Regions from separate parts of the Mus musculus genome. Here all the other regions are linked to region 3. A link is a contact called in public Hi-C and promoter capture Hi-C data. All regions are on one chromosome and are shown on one strand. Each heading gives the region's core, a stretch centred on a gene start, on an enhancer-like site or on the middle of the called end of the contact. The rest is flanking DNA. Distances are from core to core; before and after follow the strand shown. Region 1 overlaps Rdh10 (retinol dehydrogenase 10 (all-trans)). Region 2 holds the start of 4930444P10Rik (RIKEN cDNA 4930444P10 gene). Region 3 holds the start of Gdap1 (ganglioside-induced differentiation-associated-protein 1).

Region 1 (3,198 bases), core at 428-2,927, 1.0 Mb after region 3:
CTAGCTGGTGGGCTTTTACTTTTCTTGGATGGATTTTAACTAAATAGACTTTAGACGTTTGGATATAGATAAATGCTGAATTCAGTAATTAGTATTTTAAAACCGTGAAACCTTTTAAGTTAAGTGGTCTATTAATTAACTACCAATTATCTTGTCTGACTACCATATCAATAGAAGTAAATTACTGACTAGCTATCTGACAGATTTAGTCCTTTACCACGGAAGATTCCTTCTGCACATAAAAGGCCTGGGGTGAACACTTTTGCGTTCCCCTTTTGGGTAATCAGGGATCAGTTTGCCATTTTGATAAAAGCCAAACACAGTCCATTGGTCAAAAGGAACCTACAGATAAACTCTGGCTCAGAAACAAACAGATTCTACTCCTGCTCCAGAAAAACAGTAAGTAAAGCTAAGTTAACTATTTTGGGGAAGTGCGAGAGTGCAGTCAGCGTATGCAGGCCTGCTTCTGGGTCACTTGGTAGAATAGAGGTGTGTTTTCAGGTTCTTGCCTCTTGCTGAGACAATGACTTCCATGCAAATGCGCACTTGTCCTCGGTGGTCTGGTTCCACAGTTCACTAAAGCCTACCTTGCATTTATTATTCATTTCCTGACTATCTCGACCAGGAGAAGGTTCCTGCAAGATCTGTTAGGCACAAAAGGACTTTAAAAGTTAATGTCAATGCTGACCAGGAGACTGTGCCAAATATGACAGGCAGCCAAAAAGCCTTCCAAGTCTGCCAAGTGCACTTGGCTCAGAAGGACTCAAGCCACTGAAAATACAGGTTCTCTTCTGGAGGCCTGAGTCACAGGGAAAATGAATGATGGCTGCCCTGCATTCGGTCTGAGTCTAATTCACAGTGGCCTACAACAGCTCTCTTTTAAAAAAGCCTGAGCCTTACACCAAGTAGCAGGCACAGTGCACTAAGGAAAGGTGAGTATACAGGGGGCAGGACAAGAGGGTAGTAAACAAAGGGAGACACAAATAATGAATGGAAGCCAACTCTGACTTGAAGACTTGACAGCTTGAGTTAGTCCAGCATGATGTTTCCCTATCCAGAATTCACAGCATGGACCCAAGTGAGTGCTTGCTGAATAGGTTATCTTCTAAATATTTAAGCAGAAGCACATTACATCTGATCAAATATTTATTAACTAAGAATACAGCTCCAGGGGTGTGTGTATGTGTGTATGTGTTGTTTTGTGGTGTGTGTGTGTGTGGTGTGTTTGTGTGTGTGTGTGTGTGGTGTGTGTGTGGTGTGTATGTGTGGTGTGTGTGTATATGTGTGTATGTGTTGTCTGTGTGGAGGAGTTCAGGTATAACAAACTGCCACCAGACAGTTTGTCATCAACTTTGCTATGTAGTTATCCCCAAAAGCACTTCCTATGCACCAAAGGACAAAATATGCCACAAAAAGTTAGTGGAAATGGAAAAAACAACAAAAAGTTTTATAGCATTCATTTAAGTGCAGCTTCACTGGCAAGTAAGGGTTGAGGCTGTGGTGTAGCTTAGGAGTAAAGTGTTTACCTGCATGTGCAGGAACCAGAAGACAGGGTGTTGAATAAGACAGTTCTAAGGCTCCTTACAGTTCCCAAATTCAAGAATATCAGTAAAGGCAGGGGTGGGGAGGGAAGCTTACATCACCATCTTGAAATAGACCTTAAGAGGAGAAGGAGGGAAGGAAGGAAGAGGGAGTTCTGGGCAGTAAGAGGGGGGCATAAAAGCAGTAGCTGGAGCCTGCATGGCACCTCCAGAGTGGAAGTTGCATGCTATTCTAGTTCATGCTAAATAAACAGGACTTGAACTATGAGTCAGGATCAACACGCACGTTGTTATTCTATGAAAACAGACACTGACTGCTACTTAAAAGTCTGTCTCAAGATGACCTGTCCAAATAGTTGAACGCATTCTCTGCTCAGTGGATCCACGATTTAACTAGGGTAACTTCTCTTCCCCACCAGGCACAGTCAAAAGACACACTGGTCATTCTCTTCTGAAACAATGGTGGAAGCCAAGGCAACACATCTTTGAAAACATACCACTAGCATTTTCAACTAAGAGAAACTAGAAGGGAAGGTGAATTGGAGCGGTGCTCGGCAATACCGCCTAACCCTAGGGCAACCACCTTCAAAAGGAAAAACAGCCTTTTATGTTCTAGCTGCTAACGCTCAACTTCTCCAAAGGTTTCTTAAGTCTTGGCAAAAAGTCAGAAATTCCAATGCTAAAATGAATTTTCTGACTCAATATTGAAAATAAAATCTTAAGTTTAGATGCTTAGGGGAAAAACAGCTGGAGAATTCAGGAGCCTCCCATAGTTTAATACAAAGTGATGTCATTAGGAACCAGGCTTCCAAGAACTCCCTAAATTGTGTGGTTAAGCAACTTCTCAAAGCTCAGTGACGAGGGTAGGAAGGTGCAGCTCACCCTTGGTACACGATCCAGAGTAAGAATTGATGCAAGTCCTTCCTTATGTTAGGAAAAGACCCAACGACGAACTTGTACAACCTGCATCCATTCACAGGAGGCTGTAGATTTTTTTTCTTAACACTCTAAATCAGCACTTATTTCATAGAATGTCTAGAGAAGATTTGCTACTGCTCTATGGTATTGAACTGAAGGCTATATGGCTTCTTTAAAAACCTGGATATAGGGGCTGGAGAGATGGCTCAGTGGTTAAGAGCACTGATTGTTCTTCCTGAGGTCCTGAGTTCAATTCCCAGCAACCACGTGGGTAGCTCACAACCATCTGTAATGGGATCTGATGCCCTCTTCTGGAGTATCTAAAGACAGCTGCAGTGTACTCCTATACATAAAATAGATTTTTTTTTTAAAAAACCTGGATATATTTACATTTTTATAAGTTATCAAAATAATTTTGCACAGAACAGTCAAGATGGTGAAACTTGAGGGAACTTTGTGAGGGTAAAAGTTTATAGTTAGGAAACCTCGCACCATCTCAGACAAAGGTTGAGGAAATAAAAATCCGTGTCTCTGGCTCATACTAACCTTCTAATGGTTGCATAGGTTTTTAAGACTGACAAGTCAACTGGAATCAGCATGGCAGCTCAACCACATCTCAAAAATGGAAGCAATACTCTCCCCGAGACTTGTTTGTTTTGGAGACAGGGTCCTGCTATTGTAGCCCTGGAATTCACTGTGTTAGCAGACTAACCTTGACTCATAGATTCAGCTGCCTCTG
Region 2 (3,308 bases), core at 671-3,170, 1.1 Mb after region 3:
CTCAAATAAGTGGATAACAGCCGTGTTGTTCTCTGATCAAACGGACTTGCTCTCTGACATATGCTCATGTGTAACACACATACACACACACACACATACCACACACACACTTGAAACACTTGAAACACTTAGCCTGAGGTAGGGGTTGTGCATGTCTTTAATCCCAGCACCTGCAGAGGCAGGCAGATCTCTGATTTCCAGGCCACTCTGGTCTACATGGTGAGTTCTAAGAACAGCTAAGGCTACACTGTGAAACCTTGTCTTAAAACAACAACAAAAAAATAACAACATAAGCAGACACTTTAAGGAGAGATGGTAAAACAGTAAAATGCAGTGGCCTCCCTGAGTTGTGTTATGTCACTGTAATAAGAGGTGCATTTTCTAGAATTGGCTCCTTCTTTGTTTCTACTGTGTTTTAAATGTTTGTGTTCATGCTGAAACTTAATGCTCAATTTAACATCTAAAGGTCCCACAAGATTGGCTGTGATTAGATTAAGAGCTTCATCCTTATCGGTGGGATCAGTGCCTTATAAATTGGCTGGAGGCAAGAGAGTAGGTCTGGTTTTTACCCTTCTCCATGTGACATTTGTCTTTCTGGAGGGATGCAGTGTTCAAGAATCTCAAAGAAAATATTGTGTCCTCACCACACACTGACCCTGTCTTCACCGTGATCTTGAATTTCTCAGCAGTAGAACTTTAAGGAAAAAAAAAAAAGAAGAAAGAATTACGGTAGAGTTTTAGATATGCAGCCAAAGAACAGTTTGGGGAAAGGCAGGCTCTGTAGGGTACAGGAGCCGGGGGGGGGGGGGGCATGGAAAAGAAAACCTTTCAATCTTAAATGTTTGAATGCTGGTATATTGTTTAACCCATATAATCTCTTCTATGTGATTCTCCACTATGCAACCCCAGAACTGAATTTATAGTTGTTTTTGAGATGGACTTCAGACATATTTTCTCCTAATTTCCACCCTTGTCTTAAGTTCTGCTGGTTAGTATGCAACCCAATCCTAAATGTGTCTCTTTATCCTTATTTTTCATGAATTCTTTTAGTTATACAAAGTACACATACGTGTTTTTATTGGAGGTAGAATCATGTGCTTCCTGGACTGGCCTTGAACTTACTGTGATGACCTTGAACTAAGGATCAAACCCAGCTTCAGCATGCTGGGAAAATATTCCACCGCAAAGTCCATCTCACTGCTCTGCTACCTCCAGTTTTTCACGAGGGGCTAGCTTTCACTACCCTGGTATCACAGCCTGGATCTAATCTGAATTGGCTTTCTTTTGTTGTTTTTTGTTTTGTTTTGTTTTTTTCGAGACAGGGTTTCTCTGTATAGCCCTGGCTGCCCTGGAACTCACTTTGTAAACCAGGCTGGCCTCGAACTCAGAAATCTGCCTGCCTCTGCCTCCCGAGTGCTGGGATTAAAGGCGTGCGCCACCACGCCCGGCTGAATTGGCTTTCTTAACAGGGAACTTCAATACTGATGTTCTCTGTGTTAAGCAGTGTGAGGCATGCTGATGTTGAGATCTTACTAAGTAGGTGAGGTGCTGGTCCAAGGTAGGGTGGAGACACACTTTCCACAAAATACTTGAAACGGTCTAGTTACAATGAATCTGAAAAATGAGACTGATATCAGCTGATGTGCCAGTGACCTGGCACAAATCCCCTCCTTGTCCAACTGTCCATTCTCACTTCTACCCTTGGAAGAGTATTAGGACAGCTGTCAGCCAGCCTTGTTTTTTCATCGCTCCCCTCTCAGAAGTGACCCAAAGGCCGGCATCCACCCTGGCTTCATACCGACTGGGAGTCCTTCCCTGCTCTCTCAGCCATCCCAGCATCCACCTTGGCCCACTATCCTGAGGCTGCTGTATCCGCCTAGCTCAGTGGGGCGGCCCCAGGCTACGGGCGCCTAGCAACCAACGGTGTACCGGGCAAGCGGGGCCGCAGCTGCGAGCGCTCGCTGGCCCCGGCTGGCCCCGGCTGGCCCCGGCCTTGCTGAGCGGCGGCCGAGCTCGGAACATCGCCGGGCTGCCGGCCGCCAAGCATGCTCGCCCTGAGAGTGGTGCCAGTGCGAGAAGGCTGCCGGCTGCCCCGCCCCACCGCGGTGGACAGCCCGGAGACGCGGCTAGCCTCAGCCGAGAGCTCGCGTCCACCCACGGCCGTCGCTGGCTCCCACACTGCCCGCTGCCCCCGCTGGCCCAGACATCCTCCTTGGTGCCGTGGGTCCGGCACCTGAAGAAGCCCATCTCCTCTGTACAGCTGCGGGGACGGTGAGTGCGGGAAGCCGGGGCTCCAGGCTGGAGCCAGGAAGGGCTCTCTTCAAGAAGGGGAAACTGATGCCTTCAGAGCCACGTGGAACACTCCAAAGCTGCCCTCAAGGCGCTTCGACAGCATGGCTTGGGCATGAGGACCTAAACTGGCACCGTTTGTGGGGTCAGGTGTCAGGAAACGAGGACGAAACGCTGAATATTCTTTTCACACTTTTTAGGTTCTGTCCAAGCAAAGGACCCTTGAGTTTCCTGGACAGAGCTTTACAAGTTCACTCTGCATCTCTCCTAGAGCTTAAACCTAAGGTTGGGAGCAGAGATGTTGCCTTTCTTTCACATGGCCTTCTTTCTCCAGTCTCAACTAGATGGATCAGAACGCCCTATATTGCCAATTCTGTTTTGTATCATTTCTGATGTGCTCATATTTGTGGGTATATTTCTTATTTTCACTATAATCTAAAGGTACAAGAAAATAATTGTGCTGGTCATGTAGACTTATGTACTGGTTCTCCATACTGGTCATCTAGCCCCTTTGGAGTCATAAACACCAAGGAAACCATAGGGACATATGCAAACAACTTGGCAAACAGGCTATTGTGTTCTTTGAAACAAAAAAACCTCAGGTCTCATATTGTGTGCATATGGAATCCCTATTAGTTAAGTGTTAGAATAATATTTCATAAAACTTTTGTTGTTACACTTTAAAACACACTGTCTGTTTTTGAAATTGTGCATTGGTGCGCTTCGCTGACTCGCCCTGAGACACAGGTTTATTTTCTACCTACTTCTTTTACTTTAAAATATGCCCAGTGTTTTCTTTCTTCCACATTTTCCTCTGTTATTTTGGCCACGAGTGGTATAACCTATACATTTCTAATTGATACTGGATTCAGGTTTTGCATTTTACAAATATTTCACAACAACTAACTTTTTTTTTTTATTCATTCACTTTCCATCCCGATTGCTGTCGTAGCTCCCCAACAATGAACATTCTTACACAAAGAAACAGTTCTGTGGAATAAATCCCTTGAAACAGAACT
Region 3 (3,069 bases), core at 54-2,553:
TCTCCCCGGATGTACAGGACTGAAGAGCTGGCATAGCAGTTAAGGCAGTGGTTCTCAACCTGAGGGTCAATCGAACCTTTCACAGGAAGCACATATCAAATGTCCTACATATTAGATATTTACATTACAATTCATAACAGCAGCAAATTTACAGTTATGCATAGCAATGAAAATAATTTTATGGTTGTGTTCCCCCACAACATGAGGAAGTATATTAAAGGGTTGAAGCACTAGGAAGACTGGGAACCACTGGTTTGAAAAAATGTACTGCTCTTGACCCCCTGCATCCACCCTGGGTGATTCACAGGGCGTGTAACTCCAGCTCTAGGGAATCCAAAAGAGAACCACCTTAAGTACAAATATATGTTTGCACCTTTGATAAAGAATGCAAATTTGGGAATATAAAAGCATTTTCATTCCCTTGGTGAGAGGTGGTGCCTTTATATGAATTTGTCTTGCCCCCACACCGCATACCCCTTAAATGCTAGGCATTACCAAACCTTGGGCCTGCTAGACAAGGACTCTGTCTCTGAGTTTAAACACCTAACTTCTTTCTTTCCTTATCTATCTATCTATCTATCTATCTATCTATCTATCTATCTATCTATTTTTAAGGAAGAGCCTGTCATGGTGAACCAAGACTGCAATCCCAAAAGTAGAGGAGTGGAGATAAAAAGGTTCCCATGAATTCAAGCCAACTTGGTCTACAGGTCAGGTTGTTTGGGCAGGGTTGCACCTTGAGACCCTGTCTCAAAACTATAATTTACTTATTTTCTTTCTTTCCTTCCTTCTTTCTGGGGGTTAGGAGTAAAGTAGATCAAGGGGTTGCAGGAAGGAACCCCTTCTCTCACTTTCCAGGACAAAACCTCTAGGCCAAATGCGGAACGCGACGCTTCTTAGTGGCGCTTCCTGAGTGGCAGTACCTGAGTCACTGCCTTCCCGAATCATCTCATTTCCGCTGGTGCACTTAGTGCACCCCAGTTCTGAATGCACCCCCGGGGTCCGGCCGCTTGGAGGCCCACAAGGCACGCCCGGGGAGCTGTCCTGGTGCTGAAACCGAGTGCAGCCCTTGACTACAGGCCGTTACCTTTTGAGAGCTGAAGGAGTGCGTCCAGTGGTACAGAATGAGGTGGACCTCCTTGTCCGGCGGGCCTTCAACCCTCAGGGGCACACCGGCCCGCGCCTCGTCCTGCCTCCGAGCCATTTCGCATGAAAGGACTCAGGCAGCTTTATGGGTTGGCCTGCTCTCTGCAGACACTTGCTGCAGCAAGCATCCTTGGTTTCTCAAGGCCCCCTGTTGCGTAAAGGACTTCCTCTACGGTCGAACTGGCTTCTGGGAAATGTAGTTTCTCCCCAAGGATGCTGTGCTGCCTAGTCGGCTGAGGCCCTTAAGAGATCATCTGTGAGATGTAATGGGATGACTTTTAGGTAGAGAAATTTTCTAAAATATGACTGTCTGGCTTTTAAGGCAAGGAAAAATGATAACAGCAAATAATACTCCTGGGCCTTGGACGTTGCTTGGGCATAAAAGCACCAGTTTCACAAGACATTCAGGGTTTTTACTTAGGTGGGAGAGTTCTAGAGAGCAAAGAAATAAAATTAAGTATCAATTAATTTTCATTAGAATATATTACAATGGAATACAAAGTATGTATTTTACAAATAAATCAACAATGGTAATGTAAAAGTGCCTATTGATTAAGTGTGAATGTTCATATCAGAAATACCTGAGATCATGTCCTGCTGTTTTCATTTTTGAAATAGAGATTATTTTATTTAATCTGTAAGCTTTTTGTGAGAACTGAGTAGATAAATAAGACAGTAAACGAAATGGCAATACTACTCACAAGGCCTTAAAAATAGTGTCTTTATGGGTCTGGAGAGATGAGTTGGTGGTTAGGAGCTCTTCCAAAGGTCCTAAGTTAAATTTCCAGCAACCACATGGCAGCTCAGATTGTCTGACGTCCCGTTCTGGAGTGCAGATGCACATAAAGACTAATCAGGTAGGATTTGGAAATAATATACATATAAGGAAAAAGAGGAAGACATTCATTCACACTGACATCGGCATCATGTGACCAAGACATGATCTGACCAAAGACTCACTGTGGACAGGGTTGCCAAGGATTAGTGCCATGACAAAGCTGCTCTATAACAAAGGGGTTCTATGACCAGTATGTGGAAGTCAGGCAAATGCAAATGCGAACTAGAGAGCACTCTTCTTAAGAATTTTTATCTTGATTTTCTATTCAGGGGGTCTCTCAGAAGGGGGCCGCACAGGAGATCACGGGCCTCAGAAGCAACAGAGCTTCTTGGACAGGATCATTTTGGGCCTTCATCCTCAGCCAGTAGGAAGAGCTGACCCTCAGTCCTCTGTGTACCTTCCCCACAAAAGAAGGGCTTGCCTACAGCAAGGGCCCAGCCCTTGGAATTCAGGTGTGATCGACATTTTTTATCTGGGGTCCATCTGAGGGAGGTCCATGCAGGAGAGCACACAGGCCACAGAAGCAACAGACCTTCTTGGACAAGGTACCTTCGTGCCTTCATCCAGCAAGTCTTGGATAGCCCTACACACCAAAAACAGCAAGATTCGGATGTAAAATCATATCTCATGATTCTGGTAGAGGATTTTAAGAAGGACATTAATAACTCACTTAAAGAAATACCATGGGCATACCATTGCATACACTAGCAAGATTTTATCGAAAGGACCCAGATGTAGCTGTCTCTTGTGAGACTATGCCGGGGCCTAGCAAACACAGAAGTGGATGCTCACAGTCAGCTAATGGATGGATCACAGGGCTCCCAATGGAGGAGCTAGAGAAAGTACCCAAGGAGCTAAAGGGATCTGCAACCCTATAGGTGGAACAACATTATGAACTAACCAGTACCCCAGAGCTCTTGACTCTAGCTGCATATGTATCAAAAGATGGCCTAGTCGGCCATCACTGGAAAGAGAGGCCCATTGGACACACAAACTTTATATGCCCCAGAACAGGGGAACGCCAGGGCCAAAAAGGGGGAGTGGGGGGGGTAGGGGAGTGGGGGTGGGTGGGTATGGGGGACTTT

The links. Promoter capture Hi-C pulls out the DNA fragments that hold promoters and counts their contacts. Hi-C and Micro-C count contacts between places; a contact is called where the count stands out from the background.
Region 1: a Hi-C map of cerebellum shows a contact between it and region 3, with 3 times the contacts expected there. The contact joins the enhancer-like site here to the promoter of Gdap1 in region 3. A contact is called at or near these places in 7 of 39 promoter capture datasets (the HPC-7 cell line, embryonic stem cells, hippocampal neurons and 2 more), 2 of 484 Hi-C or Micro-C datasets (the N1E-115 cell line and cerebellum) and 2 of 115 datasets of contacts at active chromatin or transcription factors (astrocytes and embryonic stem cells).
Region 2: a promoter capture Hi-C map of hippocampal neurons shows a contact between it and region 3, with 6 times the contacts expected there. The contact joins the promoter of 4930444P10Rik here to the promoter of Gdap1 in region 3. A contact is called at or near these places in 2 of 39 promoter capture datasets (hippocampal neurons and stem cell-derived epiblast-like cells), 1 of 484 Hi-C or Micro-C datasets (the N1E-115 cell line) and 1 of 115 datasets of contacts at active chromatin or transcription factors (astrocytes).

The regions. Positions count from the first base shown.
Region 1 is chr1:16,109,485-16,112,682 of GRCm38.p6, reverse strand. All of the region lies in intron 2 of Rdh10 (retinol dehydrogenase 10 (all-trans)), which reads right to left. Among named protein-coding and RNA genes, the nearest start is that of Rdh10, 5.2 kb to the right of the region's middle. Within about 2 kb of position 1,677, at least 31 of the 459 cell types and tissues checked have an H3K27ac peak or open chromatin away from gene starts, as enhancers often do. A contact at or near this core is called in astrocytes and cerebellum, where this site is marked.
Region 2 is chr1:16,091,937-16,095,244 of GRCm38.p6, reverse strand. 4930444P10Rik (RIKEN cDNA 4930444P10 gene) reads left to right here and starts at 1,920. Exons shown (of 5, transcript NM_001243238.2): 1 at 1,920-2,271.
Region 3 is chr1:17,143,607-17,146,675 of GRCm38.p6, reverse strand. It overlaps Gdap1 (ganglioside-induced differentiation-associated-protein 1), which reads right to left and starts at 1,303. Exons shown (of 6, transcript NM_010267.3): 1 at 1,088-1,303. The coding sequence starts at 1,204.